Regions from separate parts of the Capsicum annuum genome. Here region 1 is linked to region 2. Evidence: chromatin contacts called from public Hi-C data. All regions are on one chromosome and are shown on one strand. Each heading gives the region's core, a stretch centred on a gene start, on an enhancer-like site or on the middle of the called end of the contact. The rest is flanking DNA. Distances are from core to core; before and after follow the strand shown. Region 1 has its middle 130 kb from the start of LOC107854832. Region 2 holds the start of LOC107854832.

The links. A called contact is a pair of places that touch in the nucleus more often than the background predicts.
Region 1: a contact with region 2 is called in a Hi-C map of placenta, with 2.2 times the contacts expected there. The contact joins the enhancer-like site here to the promoter of LOC107854832 in region 2. A contact is called at or near these places in 2 of 5 Hi-C or Micro-C datasets (leaf and placenta).

The regions. Positions count from the first base shown.
Region 1 is chr1:100,744,592-100,750,176 of UCD10Xv1.1, reverse strand. It overlaps the pseudogene LOC107854829. Among protein-coding and RNA genes, the nearest start is that of LOC107854832, 130 kb to the right of the region's middle. Within about 2 kb of position 1,731, at least 5 of the 5 cell types and tissues checked have an H3K27ac peak or open chromatin away from gene starts, as enhancers often do. A contact at or near this core is called in leaf, where this site is marked.
Region 2 is chr1:100,617,945-100,623,172 of UCD10Xv1.1, reverse strand. It overlaps LOC107854832, which reads right to left and starts at 2,800. Exons shown (of 11, transcript XM_016699822.2): 1 at 2,469-2,800.

The DNA.
Region 1 (5,585 bases), core at 482-2,981, 130 kb before region 2:
TGAATACGTAACCTAAGACACAATGCGATAATATGTAACCTAAATGCTTATGGTTATCTAAACTTATATATAAGAAACATTAAATAGAAACTTCCACATAAGATGCATTTGAAAGGTACATAATCTCTGGTTACTCCAGAATTGGGAATGATTCTTGCAGGATCTTAACAGGGATACTCGGAAAGCAAGGACTCACATTATAAGTGCTTTAGTATATTCCAAGGTAAAAAATTGAAAGTTAAATCATAATGTGGGAAGTACAATTACTTTTATAGACTATGAAGCATAAGTTGTGCGGACTCTTCACTTTCTATGTTGCATCCATGCCGGACTCTCCAAAAATACATTATCTTTGGAGAATTTGACACGCACCAACTAACATTTTTGAAGTGTCCGAGCAACATTGCTACTAACCATATGCAAGGTGAAGAGTTTCTCTTGAAATTTGCATTAGTGTGGCAGATGGCAAGCATTAAAAGAGTGAAAAAAGGTTGCAAATCAAATCAAGTTTATTGACAAATTAGTGTGTATTCAGCCATGATTCATGAGTAAGCTCAACCTTAAATCTAAACCTAAAAGCATAAAATCAACTTTATTTATATTTCAGGTCAATATATCATATTTTTTAAGGTTTATACCTTGTTAAGTATAATTTGACCGAAAGGCAGCTATTGCTAATGTCTAAATTTAAGGGAACAATTCATCTACTGCACAAAGGTAAGGTCCGTCTGCATACACCCCACTCTCCTTAAATTCCTATTGTGGGACTATATTGGGTTGATGCATTTGTTCTTCAAATTTATTTCACATTTAAATCAACCAACAACACATATATAATGATCAACCTTTACCATATCAATACAAACTTCTTCCACAATACATAGCAGGGCATGAAACCAAATGAAAAGCAAAAGTTAAACTTATTGTTACCATCAAACCAAAAGCAGTTCTTCTTCAGTGAATCAATATTTTCCCATCTTGATCAACTTTTGAAGGGGAGGATTGGGAGACTTTGTTCATGCCAGAAGAAGTAATCCGGTCAACCTTAGACTTCACAACCACAAGCCTGTCATAGTACGGCTATAATAAAAAAGAGAGACTACCCAAATTGAAATTAAGATACAAAAATTAGGTCAAAATCGAGAAGAATACACTAACCTTAAAATTCCCAAATTGAAGAACACCCCAAAACAGCAAGTGGGTTATCTATGAAATAGCAAACAACACTTAGAGATTGAGAGATAAATCATAAAAATCAACAAAATTGATTGTTTTTCGAATTTTCACTAACAAACTGAGAGCTCAAAATGTATCAAAATTTTACTATGAGTAAGAAAATCGTTACCTTAATCTATTGTCGAGATTGCTGTGGAAGGAAGATTGAGAGCTCCAAATGGATCCATTGTTGTTCGCCATTACCTTAATCTCTTGCTATGTGACTCTAATTCGTTACCTTATAGCTTGTAGAATTGATTGTTGTTCTAACTAGGGCCAAGATTGTTTGCTATTCGTCATCGTCATAATAATCTCTTGTTGTTCGCTTTCGGTTTGTTTCTAACTATGTTCAAGAACTGATTGTTGCTTTTGGTTCGATTAGATTTTGTTCTGAGGGTTTCTATTGAGAAACAAAAATAATGTTTTAATAAAATAGAAAATATTATGGCGACTTGAATAAAATATTATGGTTGCGGCGGGGGGGTGAATAGATAAATAATGTAGATATCTGGTGCAACGGATTATTTTTTTTAAGTGTCGACATAGGTGCTTTTTTGACAACGGATTTCAATAGCATTGCTATGCATATACCTATTGCAATAGTTCATGTTCAGTAGTGATGGTCATAACACTAAATTTTAATAGTACAATAATTTTTTTACAATGGTTGAAAGCGTTGTCATAGATAGTCTATAGCAATACATTTGCAACCGTCGCTAAAAAGTCTGTTGTCATAAACCCAATTTTTGGTAGTGTTTATAAGTTCCTTAAGATGAAGCCTCTTATTTTTTAGGTAACTGAGTTGGAATATACTTACAAATTTATTATCGATTGTCATGAAAAGCTTCACAAGTTGGGAGCATAGAGAGGTATGGAGTAGAGTTTGTTACTTTTTAGTTTTAGAGGCATACCAAAATATGGTAAAGCGCATTCATTGAGTGTAAAGTTGTAGGTTTGACTCCATTGACTTGGACTTAATTTTATTCTATCTTTTTGGAGAAATATGTGTCATGTGCTCTGAGGAAGAGGAAGAAAGACAAGTTCAATAGACTAGAATAGAAAAGTATCTCAGCTATGACCTATGAGGTAAAATTTCATACATTGTCTGGATATTCTTTATAGTTTTTGACTACTGAGGATGAGAGGATGAGATTGTTAAAGATTCAAATACATGTCTTATAGTTTTTGTACTTTAAATGATATCTTTAGGTAAGACCTTGAATATAGTGGATTTTGTAAATAAGGGTGGAAGCTGTAAAGCGGGTGGTTACACCAAGTTAGGCAAAAAAGGCTCGAAAGCTAGAAAATATAGTGATTCTCATTCTCAGGGCCAATATTTTTAGGTCTAACATACCCTCCCTATTTGGTCCATAATGTTGGTGTCTACTTAGGTTCCGTAAGGGGATAACCAACTATCTTCAGGCTTTGGTGGTTATATTCTTTCATCATTGTTAGCTTACTGACTCACCCAAGATCGGATATGATGTGACTGCTATGGGGTTTCTCATATTAAGAGAAATTATCCTAATTAAGAAAATCTAGTGAGTTAATCTAATAGTAGACTTCCCAAGCCTTTGTTTCAACGGGTAGGAAAGGTGAAGATGGCGATAAGGGTCGTCAAAAAGGTAGACATAGTAGTCATCTGGCGATTAAAGATGGAAACCAAGCCAACCAAGGTGGCGGTCATATAGATCGAAATAGTGCATAGTTTGGTAGGGGTGGCAATCAAATGGTGGTAAGGCCTACTTTTATGATTTTCTAGGCAGGCTTGAGGTTGAGGATTCATACAAAGTTATCACAATTACTATGCTTGTTTATGACCATATGACTACTATTTTTATTCATTTGGGTTACACATTCTCATATGGTTTTGTTAAATTGACTTGAGTCTAGATATGTCATGTGAAATGCTTGATACTCCTATATATGTCTTTAAACCAATTGGGGTTTGGTAGTTGTTGATCAAGTTTATTGAATTTGTTTTGTATTGTTCCTGGATATCAGACTTAGGTTAATTTAGCAATTCAAGACATCATAGATTTTAACATCGTATTAGAGACTGTCGTGCCCATGGATACGCTAGGGATGGATAAATTTAAGTAGGAGGGTGATTATAAACATGATCCTTTGAGACTTATCTCTTTTATTTGAGCCAAGAAGTTAGTTGGGAAGGGGTGTTGGGCTTTTTTAGCTCATTTTTGTAATACTAGTGTTAGGTCCCTCTTATTTCATCAGCCGTGGTGGTATCTGCTTGGTATGCCACTTTATCTTGACATTAATTTTTTCATTGATCAAAAGCTAGGAACTTACCCCATCTCTATCCCTCCATATTGAATGGCATCGGCTGAGCTAAGGGAGTTAAAGGCTCAGTTGCAAAAATGGTTAGGTAAGGGGCTAATTCGCCTGAGCTATTCTTTGTGGGATGCTCTCTTTTTTTGTTAAGAAGAAGGATGGTAGTCTACGTATGTGCATACATTGCCATAGTTGAACAAGGTTATTATTTATTACAAGTACCCATTACCTAGGAGAGATAATTTGGTTGATCAGTTCCATAGTAGTTTATTTTTCTCCAAGACTGACTTGAGGTCTACATAAAACCAACTTAAGATACAGGTTGAAGACATACCTAAGACTAATTTCTAGACTTGCTATGGTCATATGAGTTCTTGGTGTTGTCTTTTGGTTTGACTAATGTCCCAACTACTTTTAAGGGATCGATGAATGGAGTGTTCAAACAATATTTGGATTCCTTTGTAATCATTTATATCTATAATATTCTTGTGTAGTCCAATAGTATAGATGAGGACGAGGCTCAGTCGAATATTGTGTTAGGGTTACTTAATGATGAGAAATAGAAATTTATGAGGGGGTGAATTGAAAACTCTTTCTGAGTCAACTGATTATCCTTGACAGTCAACTTACCTATACGTTAGTATATCGGATAAAACAAAATAGTATTAAAAAACATAAGTAAAGAAGTAAGAAAAAGACAAAGATTTATCCTTGTTTGGATAACCGGTATGGTGCCTACTTCAGTCCCCTTGGGTTATAAAGGCTTCCTTTAGATCTTTCAAAAAGAGATAATCAGACTATAGATGGGATAGTAAATTTTTGAATCTTATTTTGTTATTCAGATCTTGTGACACAGCCTCAATTGGTATAACTAAGTTGACTCGATCCTTCTCTTTTTATAACTATTATAAATTGAAAATTACAAAGCTTTATGAAGACTAATTATTGAGACACACTAAGAGTTTCCTGTGAAGTTACGTGCTGTGTTTGGTCTTCAATCATCCTCTTTATAGCCTTCAACTAATCTGGCTTCTTTGCTTTATTAGGAAAACCCTAGGGATTTCTTCCCAATCAAGGATTTGAATTAATCCCTTGGTTGAGGATTCACATCATATGGTACATCCATATCAGATATGTCCATATGTATGATATAACTTTTCTTTCTCGGACATAGAATCACACTCATACATGTCCATGTCAGATATGTCCATGTAGAGGGTGTGATCTTCCTACTTTTGATGGTTCATTGAGAGATATGCTTTCCATTTTAATCCATGATTATCGATTGTATTTCTTGTAATTTGGGATGTAATGAGATCTTTTCCTGATTCTATTCCAAATCCAAATTCGAATTTCTTATAGTTAGGGATCTTGTGAGATACTTCTCCAAGTTTAGCTCTGGGGATGATCCTTCTTGCCTTGATTATATCTTCAGTGTATCCTGCATGATTTTTGTTATTAGTTTGTCATTATTAAAACATATTATATCAATAAAGAAAGCTAACAATCTCCCCTATTTTGATAATGATAAATAATAAACATCAATTGGCTTTCCTATGCTAATAGTTTATTGTCTCCCCCTTTCTTACTGACTCATTTTTGTCCGCATCAGTTGACTACTATGTACCTTTAGTCGGCTAACTCCCCTTACTTGGATAACTATCTGATATTTGACCTACTTCCCATTTTGATATAATAAAAAAGAACAGAGCATACAAAAGGAAACAGATAGAGCAAGCAAACAGAGAACCAGACAATATAAAAAGGGGGAGGATGACAGAAAGTGTGGAAAGACGAGTTAAGAAATATCAGTTACAGACTAAAAGAAAAAAAAGGACATAACCCATTTTGAATATGTAGTTCGGAGATCAGCTTTTGGCCAGAAAGTAGGTAAGAGTATTTTCCATATTGCGACAGAAGAGCTCATAGGACTTTTTAACATTCTTTGAGAAATTAGAGTAGTAATTCTGGACTAATCTGGCAAGCTCGTTGTTGGAGGAGTTGGTCTCGGATTTAATGGATTCCATGCAAACAAATAATCTATTGAACATCTTGACACTCTCCTGGTTAAGTCCATC
Region 2 (5,228 bases), core at 1,551-4,050:
ATATAATCTGGTGAAGTGGGAGACAGTTCTACATAGCAAAAAGAGAGGGGATGGACATCAGAGACCTAAGGAAGCAAAATAACAGCCCGTTGATGAAATGGTTGTGGAGATACAGTGAGGAGAGGCAATCTTTGTGGAAAGATTTGATTAAATGCAAATATGGGGAGGGTGGTTTTTGATGCAGCAATGCTAGTATTGATGTGTATGGTGTGGGGGTGTCGAGAACAATCAGAAACCTGTGGCCTAAGCTTGAAACAGATTTGTACATTAAGGTGGAAGAAGGTAGGAGAACTAGGTTTTAGTGGGACGTCCGTCTTAAACAGAGCCCTTTGATGGACTTGTTTCCAGACTTATTCAGTTTATGTACGAACCCTGATGCAAAGATCAATGACTATTGGACAGAGCAAGGATGGGACCTTTCTTTCAGAAGGTTGCTTAACGACTGGGAAATAGAGAGAGTAGCCAAATTATTGGAGGAAGTGGGGGGTTTTGCAGGCGCCAATAATACCCCTTATGCAGTAAAGTGGGCTCACAACAGGGATGAGATATTCTCAGTTGGCAGGGCCTATAGGAAGGAGATCAATGTACAAGGTAACAACAATCAGAAGTTGTGGAAAAGGGTCTGGAAGAACTCAGCACCAACAAAAGCCAAGTCTTTTACTTGGCTGGTTGTTAGGAAAGCTTGTCAGATACATGAAGTTCTGAGGAAGAAAGGGAAGGATCATAATCCCTTGGTGAGCTTTACGTGGAAAGACAGCAGAGACTAACAATCACCTGTTCTTACACTGCCCCTTCACATCCCAAATTTGACCCATGTTTCTCAACATGTCAAGTGTGGAATGGACTATGCAAGAACACACTGCAGATTTACTCAGTTGTTGGATTAGAAGAGGAGAAAACAAGACACAGAAGATCTAGTGGAATCTAATCTCACACTGCATCTGGTGGACAGTGTGAAAGGACAGGAACTGCATATGGTTTCACTTTTTGACCCACTTCACCAATTTAACATTTTATCAGAAATCCGCATTTTACGTTTAAAATCCATATAGTTGGCCTTTAATTTGAAGACAAGAAGCAATACTTCAATGAGATCATTTAATCAATTGATGGTGGTCACCGCTTTTAGTAACTCGAGTATATGTGTATTAAGAGTATCAAAGATAATGCAAAATTGTTATTTTCTGAGATTTTCCTTTGGTACCTTATTTGGAAGGACACTTTTATGAATGTGTTCTAAATTGATCCGAGATAAGGTGAGAATGGCTTCGGTGGAAGCCAAGATGAGGGAAGCGAGGTTGAGATGGTTCGGTCATGTGATGAGAAAGAGTACGGATGCCCAAGTGCGGAGGTGTGAGAGGTTGTCTAGGGATGGTTTCAAGCGAGATAGAGGTAGACCGAAGAAATATTGGGGGAGGTGATTAGACATGATATGAAGCAGCTCTAGCTTACCGAGGATATGAGCCTAGATAGAAAGTTGTGGAGGAGGCGGATTAGGGTAGAAGGTTAGTCTGAGTTTAGGATATTGTATCTTTTGGTGAGTTTCTTGGAGTATCTTGCTTATGGTATTGTGGATATGCTAAGTTCTATTGTATCTTGTTCTTTTCTTGTTCCTACTAGTACTATACCCTATCTTGGATCTTGTTCTTTTATTATTCCTAATATTACTTCAGCCTCTCTATCTCACATTTGAGGTAGTGGTATAGACTGCGTACACTTACCCTCCCCAGACCCCACTTGGTGGGAATATACTGGGTATGTCGTTGTTGTTGTTCTAAATTGATTAAAGAGCAACCACAAACATTGCACAGTACTGCAGCTAAGCAACCTAAGCAATGCTTGGTTTGGGTCATGTTGACTAATAGAATTCTAAAAGCCAAAGAACAGCAATAGGACACTGATGTAGAACATTATCATACTAAAAGTTTTCAGTACTCAAATTTGATCAAATGAGCAAACTATTAAATATAGATTAAATAAACGTTATATCTGAGACTCATTCAAACATTGGAACTTGGAGGACTTCATCCTAAAAAAATACCAATCATGTTTTTGTATTGTTGTGCAATATCATCTATCTAATGTCTAAACAGCAGATGCATTTTTCTTCAACACTAGTTCCTACATCCAAAAGAGACCTCATCCACCCCAATAAACAAAGAACAAGAAGTCCATAGGCAGTATTTAATAATAAAAGAGAGGCCAATTTGCTCAAGAGCACCCTTTTACAGTAGAACAAGAACCACAATAAAATATTACGCAATGAGGCACATCGTAATACCAATCCAGTTGTACAAAAATATGGTGTTTGTCTACATAAATCAATGGAATAATCTGATATTTTCTTGATTTTGAGTTTAAGCTCAATATCCTAGATATTAGAGTAAACCCTTTGAAAAATGAAAATCCAAAAGAAATAGATGTAGACCCATATATCAAAATACACACATAACGCAAGAAACGCTTACCAGAACATGTAAAAACAAGTTTCGGAATCTGGAGCAATCGAACAGAGGGAGGAAAGCAGACGAAAAGACTAGGAGAAGCAGTCAGGCAGGCAGGCGGACCATAGCTTCAAAGACTAGAGCAGCCAGCACTCGCCACAAGTCACAAGCCCAATATTGTTAAATCTAAGCCCCTACTTCCTGATTAAATTTACCAAGCAGCACATGTTTATGTTGCGTTTCGGATATTTGGATGAAATAAAGTCACCAAAAGCGTCAAATAAGTTTTGCTAATAAAGTACTTTCTTATAGTGCTGTTCAAAATGAACTGCAATTCATTAAATAATGACAAAATTGATTTATTGAAATGGAAAAGTCTTTTTGGTCATAATAAAAAAGTTATGTTTATACTATGAACTAGTTAATTTTTGAATATTTTTATCCTTTTTCTTTAAAAATTAAATAATTTTATCTATTTGAAAGAAAAGGGTAATATAGTTTTTTTATTATTATTGTCAAATTTGGGCCAAATTTTTGTGGTCATTTAGCACTATCCGGTTGGAATTATCTTATATTATTAAAGCCTGAAAAATAAATTAAAATTTTATAGTTAACGGTTTATCAGTGTGAGAGTGGATTGCTCAATTTTCTTATTGGAAACCGTTAACTAGTTACGAACTATTATAGTTAATTTTTATCATTAGTTATATACTTTAAAGTACTTATTATTAAACTTAAAGCTCCATTTAATATTCTGTCGCTCCTTAAAATTGATCAAACCAAAACATCATTCCTTAAAGATGAAACTAAAACAAGTTGTTTTACTCTCTATTTTGGACTTCCGATTATGACAAGAAAGCTACATGTTTTACTAGCTAACTCAGAGGCATCGTAGTTATATAATGATATGATTTGTAAGTTGAATTTTTTATTAGGGAAAAATTCACAAATAGCATATTTAAAACCATAATTATTAGTTTCCTAGCAACACTTTAATAATTACTTAAGATAGCAACTTGTATTTTGTATTTTAAGAAACTGTTGCTATAAAAAAACATATACAAATCATTTTACTGCCCTTATTTAACTGAAAATAGTTGAGGTAAATATGGTATAATTACCCATGAATTAAATATGTAGATTTCTTTTCCATTAAAACCTCTTAAACCACGTGATTTCCAATATATGTTAACAACATTAAGTAAAATTCAAATTTCAATTTTTTCATTAACAAGTTCATCCAAAAAAAAAAAGCAAAATAAAAATAATTGAACCTTTTTTTGTTCAAAATTGTTCGAATTCAATTATTATTATTTTTGAATCAAATTTGACTGAAATTTCTTCGAATTCAACATAAGTTACAAAGCGAATCATTAATGTTGTTGAATCAAATTCAATTGTAGCTTCTTCAGTTCAATTTGTTCGAATTCAACAATCGATTGCAAATTCAACCATTACTGTTGTTGAAGGTACTTAATCATTCTTGTTTTTCGGTTTGAAATTTTTTTGTCAACCATTACTGATGCTCCGTTCAAGTTTTTGTTATCGTCGTTAATTTGTTTTTGAAAATTTTGTAATCGAATTTTGAGTTAAAAGCAATGCAACAGTAAATTGAACAGATAAAATAAAATAGTGATCGAAATCAGTTTTTTATGCTGCTCAAATAATTTAAGACTATTTCTGTATTTCTGATAATTTCGATTATGTTTATTTCGGTTGTGTTCGATTATGAAAGTTGTGGCTTTGTCTGTGTTTAATGTTGAACAAATAATTTGTTATTGTATTTTCTGCTGGAAATTTTGATTGTGTTTGTAATTTATGTTTAACAAATTTGTTGCAATTGTATTTTCTGCCGGAGTCCTTGGCTATATAAGTATATGTTGTTTATGTTTATAACTGTAGAAGTTTGTTTGTATTTTTATTTTGTAATTGCACATTGTAACTATTGATGTCTTATAAGTATATTTTTTGTGTAGTTTAGTTGAAATATGTTAGCAATGGGGAGCATCCTAGTTCTTTTGAAGCACTCCGGAAGGTGGACGTATGAAAAAAATTATGAAGAGTACATTACTGATGCAATGTTGATGAGCACGACACCATAATACAATGAACTACACAATCTTTTAGCATCTCACATTAATGTGGATTTGAGTAGCAAACATATTCAAATTGAATATCAAATCACTGAAAATGCTGGGCAAATACAAATACATAATGATATGAGTTTAAAGGTGTTTATTATGCAAAAGAAAAAGATACAAGACATGAATTGTCTTTCGTTATATGTAAGCATTTTGAAGAAAGATGTTATGAGCACCTTTGAAAGTTCATCTATATGTGTTGTTGAAAGAAAAAACGTCCAAAATAATTTGCATCAAGTGTTAAATACATCTGCTGAAGGTTTTAAAATAGGGCAGGGATATGTTTGGAAAGAAGAACATCAACTCATGCAGTGGTTGTGGGTCTAGGGGTCATAATAGGCATTCGTGTAGGAAATATCGTAAATTATACATTTGTACTTTCATATTATTTCTTTATAATTTATTTTGCACTTTTCATAATAATGAACTCATTTGTGTGTTTTAAGACCTTTATCGACCATTTGCTATAATGTGTTATAAATAACAGTATTACTAAATTTGATAGAAAAATACATATGCTTTTTATTTGAAAAATATTATGTTTTAGGGTATATATATTTGATAACTGAGATGTTTTTCAAATATGATCACTTATACGTATTTGAAATATGAAAGTATTTTGAAGTATTTGAAAGTAAATGAA